2 separate regions of the Gossypium hirsutum genome follow, and region 1 is linked to region 2. The links are chromatin contacts, called in public Hi-C maps. All regions are on one chromosome and are shown on one strand. Each heading gives the region's core, a stretch centred on a gene start, on an enhancer-like site or on the middle of the called end of the contact. The rest is flanking DNA. Distances are from core to core; before and after follow the strand shown.

What was found. Hi-C and Micro-C count contacts between places; a contact is called where the count stands out from the background.
Region 1: a Hi-C map of leaf shows a contact between it and region 2, with 2.6 times the contacts expected there. The contact joins the promoter of LOC107918910 here to the enhancer-like site in region 2. A contact is called at or near these places in 9 of 34 Hi-C or Micro-C datasets (callus, leaf and petal).

What each region holds. Positions count from the first base shown.
Region 1 is chrA12:95,697,529-95,702,287 of Gossypium_hirsutum_v2.1, reverse strand. It overlaps LOC107918910 (probable carboxylesterase 6), which reads left to right and starts at 2,832. Exons shown (of 1, transcript XM_016848483.2): 1 at 2,832-4,348. The coding sequence starts at 2,895. The coding sequence ends at 3,911.
Region 2 is chrA12:95,631,061-95,636,503 of Gossypium_hirsutum_v2.1, reverse strand. It overlaps the pseudogene LOC107919354. Among protein-coding and RNA genes, the nearest start is that of LOC107920140, 18 kb to the right of the region's middle. Within about 2 kb of position 3,878, at least 3 of the 9 cell types and tissues checked have an H3K27ac peak or open chromatin away from gene starts, as enhancers often do. A contact at or near this core is called in leaf, where this site is marked.

The DNA.
Region 1 (4,759 bases), core at 1,583-4,082, 67 kb before region 2:
TTCTACATTAGTTTAGTTTAACTAGGTTTTCCCAATTCATTAACTTGAATCGATACCTTTTAAAGATAATGTATACAACCTTTACAACTCCCTACTCTCTATCTTTTGCTAAAGCTAAGAACATTTCCCCTAATTTCCAAAGCTAAATTAGAATCTATTTAATTTTTGTGGCTCGGAGTAGAAACCCGCCCGTTCATAATTGCTGAAATTAAGTATACAAATAAAACCTCTCAAATGTATGGGTTCACAATATTTGGGCTCACAAAAAATTAGTACAAATATTTTGCAATGAAGCACCAAAGACTACTTACAAGAGAAAGATGAAGAAAATAAATATCTAATTAATTTTCTCTTGATTTTATATTGATCTTTTTTCTCTTGTAGTGTTCTTGAGGTGTTTGTTTATATCAAAGAATTGGTTTGTAACCATTTGGAGTAGAGGTGTGCATGCGCCGGGCTACCCAGCCTAGCCTGAAGGCCCGCTCAAAAAATGAGAGAGTTCAGGTAAAAATATAGGCCCGAAATATGGGTTTGGGCAAAAAAATAGGCCCGTTTAGAAAACGGGTCGGGCCTTGGGTAAAACTTTTTTGGCCTGGGCCCGGTCCGAATTATATACTAAATATATATTTTTATTTTTAATTATATTTACATTTTATTTTCAATTTTAATATAACCATTTTTTATTATATTTTCAATTTGTGTATTGTTTTAAGAATTGTTTTAGTCTTACTTTTTATTTTAAATGTATTTGATTTATTATATTTTAAATTTTTTATTTAATGAAATAAGCTAAAAAAAATTTTATATGGGCCAGGTCGGGCCGGGCTTGGGCTTAACAATTTTATTTCGAGTCTGGCTTGGACAAATTTTTACGCCCATGTTTCGGGCCAGGCTCGGGCCTAAAATTTTGTCTAGGCCCAGCCCGGCCCATGCACACCTCTAATTTGGAGTCGTTGGAGGCAAAATATAGTCATTGCAAAGTGAAATTAATGTGTAAAAAGTTCCATATAACTAGTGGTTGCGGTATCTATATAGAGGGTAACTGTACCTCTAAAAAATATAAACGTTACAAAAAACGTGGTATTGGTACATTTGTGTTAGGTATCGATAACTCAAATACCTCAAGAACATATATTGATTTATTTCCCCCTCTAGAATGGTCTATGGCTATAGGCTTCCCAAGGTATTGATACTTAAGGCATCGATATTTTAATGCTAGGTATTGATACATAGACTTTTGGTATCAATACTTAGCTATGTATCAATACCTAGCCACTAAATTATTTTAAAACCATCTTAAACCCTTTAAAACTACTTGGAATCAACTTAAAAACATTTAGTATAAAACTCATTTAAAACATGTTTTTAAATTTTTTAAATTCTTGAAAATGTTTAATTAAATTTTCAATAATCTTTTCACAAAACAATTGAGGATTAAATATATAAATTTATCTTAAATATTGTTATATAAAAATTTTGATAAATCAAAATTAACATTTTCAAATATAAAGCTAAGATATATATATAATATTTTAAAATTTGATTTTCTACGATAAAAATGTTAATGATTTAAACCTTTTTATCTAACGGTATGTATGAGATGAAAAAATAATATAATTTATTTAATTAATAGGATCGATCGATGACAAGATAGAAAGAATTCATAAAATAATTTTGTAGAGAAATTATAGAAAAGTAAAAATTCCTGCCATTAATAAAACACGTACACTTTGCCTTGAAAAGATGCTATTGGGAGGCAACCTACAAAAGTTTGGACGATGGTGTTTTTGACTCCACTACATCACATGTCTCTCAATTCGTCAACAATATTAGGCCTCATTTTCTAAAGTAAACTTTCCTTTACATATTGCCGGCCTACACATATGCTTATATCATAACATCGATAGTGCTTCAATATCTATCTGTCCTTCAACCCCCCCCCCCCGCCCCAAAGAACTTCCCCCCTTGCACTTAGATTGTGCCTAAAATAGAAGGAGTACGTTCTAGCTCGCTCACACTTTAAGATTCAAGCCCTCCGCAAGTCACCGGCATTATGACTATGTATTTTAGACCTAGAATTTGTGACATAAAGTTCAATGTATGTCATTCTTTTAGTGGGTGACGGTTCTAAGGGTCTTGCAAAGGTAGTGGAGATGAGACAATGAAATTACCCATCGGGAGGATGGATTCCAATGTGAAATGATTAATAGATATAGCTATGGAATGGTGAAGTATGAGAAACAATATTAAAAAAAAGACTAGAGGCCTCCTTTGACTTCTGTTTTAATTAATAATATTGAGAGAGGATGACCGAAAGTCCTTTATGTAAATAATTTATCATAGCTACGTCAAAATCACATGTTTTTCCTTCGTAATTAAGCCGATCAGAATTTGTTCAAACCTTAGATAAAGGTATTTTATGTTTGGATTTTAATATGGAATAAAATATTATTTAAGGTTATTTATTGCATATAATAATATCTTCAATTAATATAATATGTACTACCTTTCAAAAAAATACATATATAATATTTACTAATTTAAAAAAAAATGTTGTGGCCCCAAATAAAGCTATAATTCACAAACAAGCCATCAAGATTGAAAGTGCTTTACAACGAAGATGAGTCAAAGCATCCCACAATTCAGCAAAAACGTTGGCTCGACTCTGACCCCCACACGCTTTGGTTCCACGTGAAGACATGTGGCTAGTACCCAATTTCCCACTTGGCAGTGAATTATGGGACAACATCTTCTCCTTTCATATTCTAATCTAACCACCCCTCTCGCTTTATTCTATCTTGTTTTCCTATATAAGCTGTCTAAAATATAACCAAGAATCCCAATCTATTACTTGTTTAACATATATAACTTGAGCGAGGAGAAGAAGAAGAAGAATGGCTACCATTGCAATGGATCCAAGTTTAAGCCTACAGATTGGGAGAGGCTCAAATCAACATGGAGCTGTGCCTGTGAAAGAAGAAATTCAAGGGCTGATTAAAGTGTACAAAGATGGACATGTGGAAAGACCACAGATTGTCCCATATGTTACCCGAGCATTGCCTCCGGAGTTGGGTGTGACAACGAAAGACTTTGTCATCGACAACTTCACAAATGTTTGGGCACGTTTTTATGTTCCAAAGTCAAACTGGAAGCTCCCTTTGGTGGTTTACTTCCATGGGGGAGGGTTTTGTCTTGGCTCTGCTGCTTGGAGTTGCTACCACGAGTTTCTAGGAAAACTAGCCGCCAAAGCTGGTTGCTTGATCGTCTCTATTAACTATCGTTTGGCGCCGGAAAACCCACTTCCTGCTGCTTATGAAGATGGGGTGAAGTGTCTCATGTGGCTAAAACAGGAAGCACTAAAGGGGTGCAGTGAATGGTGGTCTAAACAGTGCAATTTGTGTAGCGTCTTCTTAGCCGGTGATAGTGCTGGTGCTAATATTGCACATAATGTGGCAACGAGACTTAATTCAAATAATCTTTACCCTTTGACTCTTAAAGGTACTATCTTAATACAACCGTTTTTCGGAGGGGAAGCCCGTACAAATTCCGAAAAGAATATGGTCCAATCTCCTCGCTCTGCCCTCAGCCTACCAGCTTCGGATACATATTGGCGATTAGCATTGCCATGTGGCACCAACCGTGACCATCCATGGTGCAATCCATTGGGAAAGGGGTCAGCAAAAATGGAGGAGATGAAGCTTTTGCCTACCTTAGTGTGCATATCAGAGATGGACATATTGAGAGATAGGAACCTGGAGTATTGTGCTGCCTTGGGTAAAGCAGGAAAGAAGGTGGAGCATGTTTTATACAAAGGTGTTGGCCATGCATTTCAGGTTCTTAGCAAGTCTCAACTATCACAATCTCGAACAAATGAAATGATAGCTCGTGTCAAGGCCTTCGTTAATCGGTGATTATGGTCTTGTGTAAATCCATTTCCCAACTTTTTCGTTTAGTTTGTGTGCAATTGTCCCAAACCCCATAGCTAGTATACTGCTGACGAGGAAATACATGCAGCGCACATCTCTAAATACTGTGTATATAGACAAGTATAATTAACAGATATAGCTTTAAAGTGGTGGAGAAAAGCTATTTTTTGGGTTTGATTGATGGATATGTATGCGGTTCAATAGATTTAAAAAGAACATCAAAGAAAGACCGATTGCACTGTAATAAGCACTCACATATAATTTTATCTAGAGGTGACCGGCCTCAAATTCCATACATTTATATATGTATAGTCTTTTCATCCTTTTTGTGATAGATGGATATAATTATTAATTCTTCGTGAAAAATGTAACTTGAACGTCTTAAACATTGAACGCGGAGAATTGCCTAAAAGTTTTCTTCCCATGCCTAAAAGTTTTAAATTCTTAGTGGACAAAGTTAGACGAAAGTTGGATAATTGGAATGTCAAAACATTCTCTGTGGCGGGACGTATAACTTTAGCTCGGTTTGTCGATTTCTAATTACTTTATGCAATTTTTGAAAATTTTGTCTAGTATTTATGTAGAAATTGAGAAAATTACCTAATGATTTATTTTGGGGAGTTCTAAAGCCTCTCAGGAATTGACTTTGGTAAAGTGGGGAGATTGTTGTCAACCTTTGCCTAATGGGGGATTAGGTATTCAAAGACTTAAGGAATAAAATGAATCCTTTTTGCTTAAGTTGGGATTTAATCTCATAGCCAAAGAGCAAGCTCTGTGGGTAAGGGTACTCCGTTCTAAGTACAAGCTCTTGAAGGAATATCCTGAAGACATTT
Region 2 (5,443 bases), core at 2,629-5,128:
ATGCTATGGTTTGTTCACGTCCAGATTTATCATATGCAGTCAGTGCAGTTAGCAGATACATGGCAAATCCCGGTAAAGAACATTAGAAAGCAGTTCAGTGGATTTTAAGATACTTACGAGGCACTACTGATGTTTGCTTACTATTTGGAAGAACTAAAGATGGAGTCATAGGGTATGTTGATGCTGATTTTGCTGGAGACCTTGATAGAAGAAGATCTCTCACAGGTTACGTCTTTACAATCGGAGGTTGTGCAATTAGTTGGAAAGCCACTTTGTAAACTACAGTCGCTTTGTCTACCACTGAAGCTGAGTACATGGCGATTACTGAGACTTGTAAAGAAGCTATTTGGTTAAAGGGACTATTTAGTGAACTCAATGAAGACCTTCAAATCAGTACAATATTTTGTGACAATCAGAGTGCCATCTTCCTTACAAAAGATCAAACATTTCATGAGAGAACAAAATATATTGATATTCGGTATCATTTTGTTCGTGATATTATTGCTCGTGGTGATATTGTTTGAGCAAAATTAGTACTCATGAAAATCCTACAGATATGATGACTAAGTCACTTCCTATAACCAAGTTTGAGCATTACTTAGACTTGGTTGGTGTTCATTGTTGAAGTTAAACCCTTTAGGGGTTTTATGGAAAAGGTGGAGAACTTGTTCATTAAAAGTTCGCGATGAAGAACTTATTCATTGAGAATTTGTGTCAAAGTGGAGATTGTTAGAATTAAGTGGCCCGAATTCTTATTTAAATAAAATACAATGGAAAATAAAATAAAAGTAAAATCCATATAGAACAAGACTTCTTTTATTTTATTTTAGAATAAGGTTTTTTAAACCTTATTAAACTCCATCTATTTTATATTGATTAGGATAAGGTGTTTCAATCCCACTAGAATATGGCTTTACAAGCCTATAAATAGACATAGTCTATTCCTCTTGTATTCATTCAAATTTTCGACATAGTGAATTTTCTTCTCCTCTACCCGTGGTTTTTTCCCGAAAAGGTTTCCACGTAAAATTTGTGTGTTCTTTATTTTATTTTTATTTTATTTTATTTTTCACAAAATACAAGTTCAAGTACCAACTAGGTACTTTTAAAAAATTTAAAGAGGCAAACTGTTGGGAAATGTGTCCATATTGTAGTAAACATGTAATTGTTTTCTATGTATTTGAACGATGAATAAATAAACAAAGTTAATTTCACATTTCACTGTTATATCTTTTGTATTTCTATCTTTCATATTTTGCATACATAGCGAAATTGTAACAAACAAATATTAGCTCATTGATTGTCTAAGTTCAAACAAATGGTAAGTAGCATTGTAAGAACGTTTACATTGCAAGAAAAACAACTTACTTCAGTAGATAATCTAACGAGTCTGTAATCCTATAAAAGAATCAAAGTGAGCATTTGATTCAAATGCTGGGAATGATTATTATTTCGTCCACAATTCCAATTGAGGAGATGGCTAGTCTTGGCTATCAGAGCAATTGACTCCATGGGTAGAGACATAGATGTATTCATTGACAAAACAATACATTGGATTGAACCCAAGATGAATTAATTCTGAATTCGTTTGTGAATTAATTCACTTGTGACATTCATGGTGTGATTTACATAAATCCTGAGTTAGTCACTGATCATGCGTATGTAACTCATGTACTTTGATAAAAGTGGAGGCTTATACTCTAGAGATGATTGAGCCGATAGCCGGTATGTTGGGTACATGACTTGTGTATGGCATGACTTTACTAGCAACAGTGGAATTCATAACTCAATTAAAAAGTTAACGATCCTCTCATTGGCATTGTGTGGATTGATAAATATGGAATGTGACCACGGGTTGCTTATTCTTAAACGAGCCATTTATCATAGTCATTTGTTAACAGTGATCATATTAATCATTAAGAAGACACAATGGTAACAATGAGATAAAATAAGACTGTATTGAGTGAACGGATTTAACTCAAAGGAATCAAGGATATCATATGAGGGTAACACACACATGACGAGGTCATTGGACAAAGTAGTTGGATGAATTGCTTTCGTAAAGAGTATACAATAAGGAGTTTTCAATCATGTTAATTCTTGTAGACTGACTCCATGATTAAGTAATTGGGAATTATCGAAACGATGCTTCTGGATATAATTGCAATTATTAGAGCTTAATTGTATATGTCTGGTTTGTCCCTCCACTAGCTCAACAAAAGCTCGATCAGATTGCTTTTGAATCAAAAGAAACTTCTACATCTGTGGAAATAATTTAATTGAGTCGATTTATTTGATGTGAAATTAAATTGGGCGGTCATAAGAATTGTTCAACTAGAGAATTTGATTAAAGAATTTTCTTGAAAAATTAATTTTAAAAATCTAAGTGATTTTTGAGAAAATTAATTTTGATCAAGTAAAAATAAATTAATTAAAATTAATATGATATTTTTAGAAATTAATTTTCAAGACAAATAATCGGTCTAATGGGTAATTGAACTTGAAAATTGGATCTAAGATCGTAACTTGGGCTTAAAAGCCCAAATCCAAGACCAAGACCCAAAACTGGTCGAATTAGACTTGGTATGTGAAACCGGGCCGACCAGTTGGACCGGACCGGTCGAGCTATCACTGGCCCGAATCGGATAGGCAGAAATTGAACCAGCTCGGGATGTCGGCGGTTGCAACGGTGGCATTATAGTGGCCGAAAAATGGTCGATGGCAGGGGGTCTTCAATGGTTGAGCAGTGGAAGAATTACACTCGTACTGGAATTCTACTAGAAAATTTGATTTTAGATTAGCTATTCCAAAAATAATATTATTTTGATATATTTAATATTAAATTTAATTTAATACTTATCTTAATATTTAATTTAATTTAATGTTTATCTTGTAGATAAATATTTTATTAATTTAATAAGATTTAATGCTAAATTTAATTTAATATTTATTTTGATAAATATTATATTAATTTAATGTTTAAGTGATTAAGTTTAATCATAGTTGAACTCTCTAGGATCTCCCTATATAAAGTCTTGATTAAACTTAAGTTAGCCTACCAATATTTATAGATTCTATCAATTTGGTTCTAAATCTAAAAAACTCAACAAATTTAATTCTCAACTTTACACATTATGTCAATCTAGCATTGATTCTTAAAATTTTAAAATTCAAAAAAATAAAAATAAATTATTTAAACGTTCATTTTTATGAAAATACATAATATTTTATAAAAATATATACAAAATTCTATAAATATTTATAAGTAAATTAATGTCTATTTTCTCATTTTCTAATGTGATATTATTTATTAAAATAAAATTATTTAAGGAAAAACACATGAAGACCACCATGGTCAAGTTGGATAAAAAATTACATGTTGAGGTAGAAAAAGGTAAGAATCAATTTTTTTAGATTGCTGTCCAGAATGAACTTGTTGCGTTTGAGATTGTACTTGAGGGCAAGCATAATTAGGGGTTCAGAGTAATGGTATTGGTGTCGGTGGTTGTGGGCATAGGCGATCGCAAGGCTCGACAAATTTGTTGAGGACTAAAGAAAGATGACAGACGTATAATGAATAAATTATAATTTATAAAATGAAACTAAAAATAAGGAAAATTTTAAATTTGATTTAAACGATTTTGTTTTTAAAAAAATAGCTATTTTATTTATAAAATGATTATTTTAATAAATAATTTTCATGTTAGAAAAAGAGAAGAAGAGGTATTAATTTATTTATAATTTTGAATGTATTTTTTTTTATAAAAGAAAGAAATTTATTGGTGATGAACAAGAGAAAGAGTCTCTCTCCTTCCTTGCCTTGACTATAACTTGTTAGATTATAAAATCATCCTAATTCTTTAAGCATTACCTACCACATCACGTGATCTAATTTACCAAATGCGTTCCGCCCTTACAAACTTTGTCGTTTTAACATTGTGCCCTACTAAAACCCAAGGCCCAATTGATCACAGCCCGGTTAATAAATAATCAATTTATCATGTTATAAAAAATTGAAATAATTTATTTCAGTAGTGTGTTTAATAATTTTTAATTCGTCAAAAAAGGTTAGTAATTTATAGTTTATAATGAAATGAGAGTTAAAAATTCTAAGTTATTATTGATTTTTTTTATTTTATTAAGCACGGAAATGAATTTTCAAATATTATTTGTTAAACACTTTTATCAAACAAAGTAACATGCGTAGAATATGATTTTAGACTTGTCTTATGTTATGAAGGTCATTTTAGTAAGCTTGAAGCAATATTTCAAAAATAAAATGACCCCTTAGGAAATTTTTTTAGCTTTTCGCTTTTATTGAAAAAAAAAGTCATTTAGACATGGATTTACTGGAAAAAGAATTAGGAAATTAAACTCAATGAACGGTCCAATTTTATGTTAAATTAATCGATCAATTCTTAATTTAAGTGGGTAAATTTATCACGTAAATATAATTGTATCCCTTATTATACTTCATAGCATATGACATACATGCGTTAAACTCATAAAATTTAAAGTCCAAATATTTTTCCAACAGGAATGTTTCAATTATTAACTGTTTTTAGAGGTCTCAAATTCAGAAACCATTGAACTACCAAAATATAGTCATATTTCTATTTACATTAATCAATCATGAGCTCAACCAAAAATCACAAATTAGAAAGATTAATTTGGGATGTGAGTCTCGCAAATTTTCAGTAGCCAAAAGTAACTTTCTACAAGACAGCCACAAGTGTTGAACAAAAAAAAATACAAGCCAGCCACAGGCACAAGATAAGATTAAAATATGTCGTAATTTTTATAAACTTGAAATTTAGACTCTATACGTTTATTTTTAAGAATTTAATTCCTCTACTTTTTCGATTTAAAAATTCAAGTCCAATTATTAATTTAGTTAAATTTATTGATGTGATATTTTGAAATTAAAAAAAGATACTTGTAAACCATGCAACTAAAAAAATAATTTTGACAGTGCTGAGTGTTAACAATTGAACTTGTATTTTGAAATCTAAAAAGTAGAAAGACTAAACTGTTAGAAATAAAAGTACAAGGATTAATTTTCAAATTTATTAAGAGTACAGGGATTTTTATGGCATATTTTAACCAACTAAAAATCAGCATTGGAGAAAGTAAATGACAAAACCAAACCTAGCAAGCAAAAATCTAAAGCTCCCCCAGCAACGTGGTAAATAAATCTGGCTTAGGCCGAACAGGATATCGTAGCATGATTGATCTACTGAAGTCCTTGGTTAGCAAAATAACGAACATCCACATCTGAGTCCTCGCTCAGCTCAAACAAGCATGGACGGATTGTCTTCTCCACCACCTATTTGCAGCAATCAGTTGGCCAACAATAACAAACCAATAAAAAAGGATAAAAGAAAGGTGCGATCGGAAGGGAAGAACTCGAACTAATTGAAAGAGATGGTCAAGTATGTTCAAA